Linked DNA regions of Sus scrofa: region 1 is linked to region 2. The links are chromatin contacts, called in public promoter capture Hi-C maps. All regions are on one chromosome and are shown on one strand. The core of a region is the stretch at or near the end of the contact, and the rest is flanking DNA. Distances in the headings are between cores, read along the strand shown. Region 1 holds the start of CYP2D25 (vitamin D3 25-Hydroxylase). Region 2 holds the start of SREBF2 (sterol regulatory element-binding protein 2).

Evidence for each region. Promoter capture Hi-C pulls out the DNA fragments that hold promoters and counts their contacts.
Region 1: a promoter capture Hi-C map of liver shows a contact between it and region 2, with 2.9 times the contacts expected there. The contact joins the promoter of CYP2D25 here to the promoter of SREBF2 in region 2. A contact is called at or near these places in 1 of 5 promoter capture datasets (liver) and 1 of 47 Hi-C or Micro-C datasets (liver).

What each region holds. Positions count from the first base shown.
Region 1 is chr5:6,537,744-6,540,682 of Sscrofa11.1, reverse strand. CYP2D25 (vitamin D3 25-Hydroxylase) reads right to left here and starts at 1,662. Exons shown (of 9, transcript NM_214394.1): 1 at 1,409-1,662; 2 at 255-426. The coding sequence starts at 1,597.
Region 2 is chr5:6,783,311-6,786,048 of Sscrofa11.1, reverse strand. It overlaps SREBF2 (sterol regulatory element-binding protein 2), which reads left to right and starts at 1,325. Exons shown (of 19, transcript XM_021091444.1): 1 at 1,325-1,604. The coding sequence starts at 1,517. It overlaps MEI1 (meiosis inhibitor protein 1), which reads left to right. Exons shown (of 36, transcript XM_021091442.1): 36 at 1-92. It overlaps CCDC134 (coiled-coil domain-containing protein 134), which reads left to right. Exons shown (of 7, transcript XM_021091452.1): 7 at 1-92.

The sequences.
Region 1 (2,939 bases), core at 413-2,912, 250 kb after region 2:
GAACTTGACCTTCCCTTCGGTCCGCAGTGGCCCTGGGCCGCCCTCTCTCAGGCCTCACCCTCCTCTGCCTCACACATATTCTTCCTCGCTCAACTCTTGGCCACAGACTCCCTACACCTGCCTGCCGCCCCTTCAAATTCGCTGACTCTTCTTGCACCCAACGTCCACGGCCCTGCCTCCGCCTGGCCCTGCGGGTATCGGGTCATTGCTGGCCCAGTCCCGCCAAGGCGCGGTCCACCCCCTCCTCTGCTTGCCTTCGGAGCGCGGCCCGTAACCCAGGTGCTCTAAGATGAACACAGGTGGGCGGTCGGAGGTTTCATGGCTGTGGGACACCAGCGCCTCCCGCACAGCCGCCAGCCCATTGAGCACGACCACGGGCCTCCAGATCTGCTGCAGGCTGAATACATCCCCAAAGCGGCGCCGCAGCTGCAGGCCAAAGGTCAAAGGCGTTTTGTCAAGTTCAGGCCCCACCAGGCTGCAGGCCTAGCCTCACGGCGTTAGCCTTGGGGGACCCCTGCTGCAAGGACTTCATCCAGCCTTAGGACCCTGGGAGTTACATACATTATGGTCCAGGACCTCAAGTTGCCTCAAATCACCCAGCTATGACTGTGTAAAGGTCACCAAAATTGTCAATAGGCCAAGTTAGCACCCCATTTTACAGGGGAAGAAACCAAGGTTCATAAAGGTGAGCACCGGGGCCCAGGGTCTCAAGGTGACAAAAGATTTGAACCAGATCACTGCACCTCTCTCAGCCTGAACTTCCTGATTTAAATAGAGCTCATGGAGTTCCTGATGTGGCACAGTGGAAACGAACCTGACTAGTAACCATGACGTGGCGGGTTCGATTCCTAGCCTCGCTCAGTGGGTTAAAGATCCAGCATTGCCATGAGCTGTGGTGTAGGCTGAAGACATGGCTCAGATCCTATGTTGCTGTGGCTGTGGTGTAGGCCAGCAGCTGCAGCTCTGATTCGACCCCTAGCCTGGGAACCTCCATATGCTGCAAGTGCGGCCCTAAAAACAAACAAACAAAAAAACAAAATAAAGAAATAAATAGAGCTCATGACCAGATGCCCATCCCCCTTCTCAAGACACTTCCTCCTCTGATGTAATCAGAGGGGCTCAGGCTCACACCATTTAGGTGCTGGCCAACCGAATTCCCAGCCTGTAGCCGAGTCATGTCCACCCCAACCCCCACCTCCACCTTTGCCCTCTCTGAACTTTGCTTGGAAAATCTGAACTGTCCTCAGGAACTGCACAAACACCCTCCCTCAGGAAGCCTCTCGAATCTGCCTCCTCTTCTCAGCCCAGCTCCTAGGCCAGACTGTGGCTTTGTCCAGTGACCACAGTCTGCTGCTGTGTGGGGTCCCTAAGACCTTCACTGCCCACTTCCCACCATCACCTTGCTCACCTGGATAAAGCTGAGACGTGGGTCTTGGAAGTTCACTTGTAGCAGGTTACCCAGCCCAGGCAGTGGCATGGGGCCCGGTGGGTAGCGTGGAGCCCAGCGTGAGCGCCGGTGCATCAAGTCCACCAGGAGCAGGAAGATGACCATGGCCAAGGCCAGGATCCCCAGTAAATCCCCAGTCAGCAGACCCATGGCTGCCTCAGTGCACACTGGGCTCCTCACCGCACCAAGCACCTAAGACCAGGCCATGCAGAGCACTCTGAAGGCTTGACCAGCCTAGGCCCATTTTATAAAGGGAGCCGAGACTGGTCTTTGCCCTCTGCTCTGAGCCAACCTGCCAGGGAGACTGGGCTGCCAGAGGGTGCAAGGGGTGGGGGAGGGGCCCGGGAAAGTCAGGTGTGGGTATGGTGACTGTCCCTCCTGCCCTCTCCATGTGCTTGCCGCAAGGACACAAGAAGTCCTCCTTCACCCTGGCCGGATTCCCACCTCTGTAAAACTTCCAAAGAATCAGACGTCTTTACACTTGACTCTGCCACTCTTGTCACTTAGGGCTCACACTCCCTGATGTGGCCACAGCCTCAGCCCCAGAACATACCCTTGTCCTGCTGCCTCCTGAGTGGCCCAGGTTTTTCAGTGGCACCTGCCCAGTGCTGGAGGGAGATCGTCGTGACCAGAGGGACCATCATGGGGGATAAAGGTCTTGGCATCCCCTCATTTCATTAGAACACTGAACACAGACACAGTCACACACTCATAAACCACCCACACACTGCTTACTCACACGCACACATTTACACACCCACAAACCCACACATTAACACATATGTACCACATGTACGCACACACACCCTCTACTTCTCAGTGGCTGCCCAGACCTGACCCCCTACCCCACCCCACCCCAAGGCTGCTCGCAGGGGTGCTGAGGCCCCTCACCTGGCTGGCTGCTGGCTCAGCCCTTTCTTGGCTTCCACCTGGTTGTGGCCGTGGCCACCGGAGTCTGGGGACGGGGAGGCAGGAGGACTGTTTTCAGAGCTCCCTAGTTCCCTGATGGCCCAGAGACCCTTTCCTGTTTGTTACAATTGGTCCTCGGACCTTCTAGCTCTTGCGGCCGTCCATTGCCTTTCTGTGTCATTTCCTGACTCGGAAAAACGTGGAGGGGGCACTTGCCCTTGTTGACTGAGCTACCAGTCAGCCTCCACGGTGGCTTAGCATAGGCTGTGACTGTCCTCAGAGGAACAGGCCTCATGGATCGTGGGGAACTGGGGTTCTGGGACCTCAAGGAGGCAGGGAAACCAGTTTTAAGGCCATTCTACAAAGAGGGTAAGACCCACGGGCACCCTGGTGACATCTCAGATCCAGCCTGGGGTCTCTCAGCTGGCCTCAGGTGAATGTTCCTGTCCCGTCTGGCAGCAATTTTCCACCCAGGACAGCCAGAGAATCAGGTGGTATGAATGGGGCTGGCAGGATGGTTCAAGTGTTCGTCTCACAGTGCCCTTGGATCAATTGCCTTTGCCTACCCTTGGTTTTGGAGGTG
Region 2 (2,738 bases), core at 76-2,575:
CAATGTTTTCTTTACCGGACCAGAGGCTCTCAGAGGGCAGGAATTGTCTCTTTGCTTGCCCCAGAGATGTTCAATAAATATTGTCAAATGAATGTGCAATGTGATTGGTTGAATTGTGTGATTCCACTTTCCTCACAACTATGAGGGACACTATTCCCATGTTAGAGATGACAAAACTGAAGCTTAGGGCGTTTATTTAGCTCAGAGTCACTCGTTCATAAATGGACCCGTATGCCTGCCTTCACAGGGCCTGTGAAGTCTGTCTTGACCACCAAGCAACAGCTGCCTCTCACAGACCAGCAGTAAACATACTTTCCCCTTTTAATACTGTGAAAGTCGTTGTCAACAGATAGACATTCATGTATGTAATGTTTAATGATGCCATGATAATTACATTGTGTGGATGTAATTTATTCAGCAGGTCGTTATTGGGCTTCCCAATTTTTCTCAATTTACAGAAGACTCTGATGAACGCCTTTGAACACACAAACTTGCAAATTTTTTAAACACTCATATTTGTCTTCCTTATTTATAAATTCCTAGAAACGTGCACATTTGTTTATATCGTGACCAGCTGCAGAACTGAGAAGTTTAAGAGTGGGAATCCGTGGGTGGGTTGCGCCTCATAATCCCCGCATGATGCTCATGCCCGGACCCAACCTCTGGAGGCCTGTGATAGTTCCAGGCACTGGCATTATTTTAAAGGACTGCAAGGGATTCTGATGTACCGGGGTGAGACTGGGTGAGGCTGTCGGAGTAAGCGCGTCGTCGCGGCAGGTGCAAAGGCGCATGAATTGCAAAACATGCTCCACTCTTAGGCGGTTCGCGAGCTTTCGTAGCGCCTTTGCAAGGGGCTTAGCTGGAACGTGACTTTAACGATCTAAGGATTCCTCCGTGCTCCAGTACTAGGGGTCTAGGTTTGATTCCACCCGCTTCCCCAGCGGGCTGGGATCGTGGGGAGGGCGGGAACAGCTGGGAAGATGACGTAATGTGCTTAAGGCTGGCTTCGGGGGCCTCCCGCGGCCGGGGGCGGAACTTGTTAACCCTTCAACTCCCAGCAGTCAGAGGTAGTAGCTTGCGGAGCCAAACCAACAAAAAAGGGAGCGGTTCCTTTAAACGAGGGGAAGAAGGTTGGACTGAGGACCCGGAGCCTTCTCTTCGCATTCGCTAAGAGGCCGCCAGGGGAGGAGCCTTCTTATGCAAATCTGAGCTGCTGATCGTTGACGCGCCATCACCCCACGCGCCGCTCCGCAAGGCGATTGGTCAAGATGGGCCTGGTCCCATTGACAACAAACAAGGGGGTGCGCGGCCTGGGGGCGGGGCCATAGAGGGCGCGGGTTGGGGCGGGGGAATCCCGCCCCGCCCTCCCGCGCAGCGCAAACATGGCGGCGGTTGGCACCGGCCGGTGAGGCAGTACCGGGCGGGAGCTCTTGGGTGTCATGGGTGGTGACGGCGGCACCGCCCTCGCGTCTCCCTGAGCGGGACGGCAGGGGGGTCCTCTGCGCCGAGCCGGGCGATGGACGAAAGCGGCGAGCTGGGCGGTCTGGAGACCATGGAGACCCTCACGGAGCTGGGCGACGAGCTGACCCTAGGGGACATCGACGGTGAGTGATGGGTGGGTGGGTGGATGGGAGTGCGGGGGCGCGCGGAGAGGAAGGGGTTACGGCGGCGCGCGCGGGGGCGCGTACGCCCATCCCCCGGCACCCCAGTCTCGCGCGGGAAGAACCGGCACGCGCGGTCGCCCCGGCAGTCCCCAGCCCTCGGCGCTGCGGGTTTCAGCCCCGCCGGGCCGCTCGGTTTCGGCAGACCATGGGATCTTGTCGGGGGCGTCGCGGGGGAGCGGCCTGAGGGGAGCGCGCGGCCGCCGTTTCCCTTGCGCGCCTACACGCGCCGCCCGAGGTCCCGCTTGCCAGCCAGCGGGCCCACGTCGCACCTGTCACTCCCCGCCCGGCCGCGTGGGCAGCTTGGGATTCCCGGGGCCGGGCCCCCAGGCTCCGCGCGCTCACCCCTCAGGTCTTCTCCGGGTTGAGCCACGGCCCAGTTTCTCCGTGCTTCGGGAAACTTTGGGCAGCGAGCGGCCGCAGAAGCAGGTTGCTGATGAAACGAGTGGTGGCGGCGTAACGTGGACGCATCTCTCCGGGGTTGAGACCGGGCCGCTCCTGCTGTCGTTCTGCACAGGGAGTTGAGCAGCAGGAGTTTTGAGTTGTGGCCCCTCGGGGACAGGCTGGGGAGCGGGTGGCCTTTGTTCCGACGACCTTAACAGCGGAAAGGAAGAGCTGGTAGGAGCCCAGGGATGCTCTCTTGCAATACTCTCATTTGGTGGCTACGGAACCTAAAGTTTGCAGAGGGTCAGCGGCTTGCCCGGGGTCCCCCAGCTGGTTACAGAGCACAGTTCCTGGGCCAGTGTTGGTGTCGCCACTACCTGATCCTGGGGGGTGAGGAGTCCAGTGAATAGGTTAGTCACCAAAATAATAATTCTCAGTAGTTGGGCTCTTCCGATATTCTAGGCCCCAGACACTTTATATTGTTTCACTTATTCCTCACTACAGTCACTCGAGATAGATGTTCTTATTGCTCCTACTTTACAGGACACTGAGAGCAGGAGGTGTTAACTTTAGATTGTCCAGAACCCATGCTCTTAATCAGTAACTCAGGTGTGTTTTGCTCTTGAGTTTTACCAAGTGCTTTCAAGTCCAAGATCTCACTACAGCCTTGCAGGCAGGTAGGATGGCTCCCAT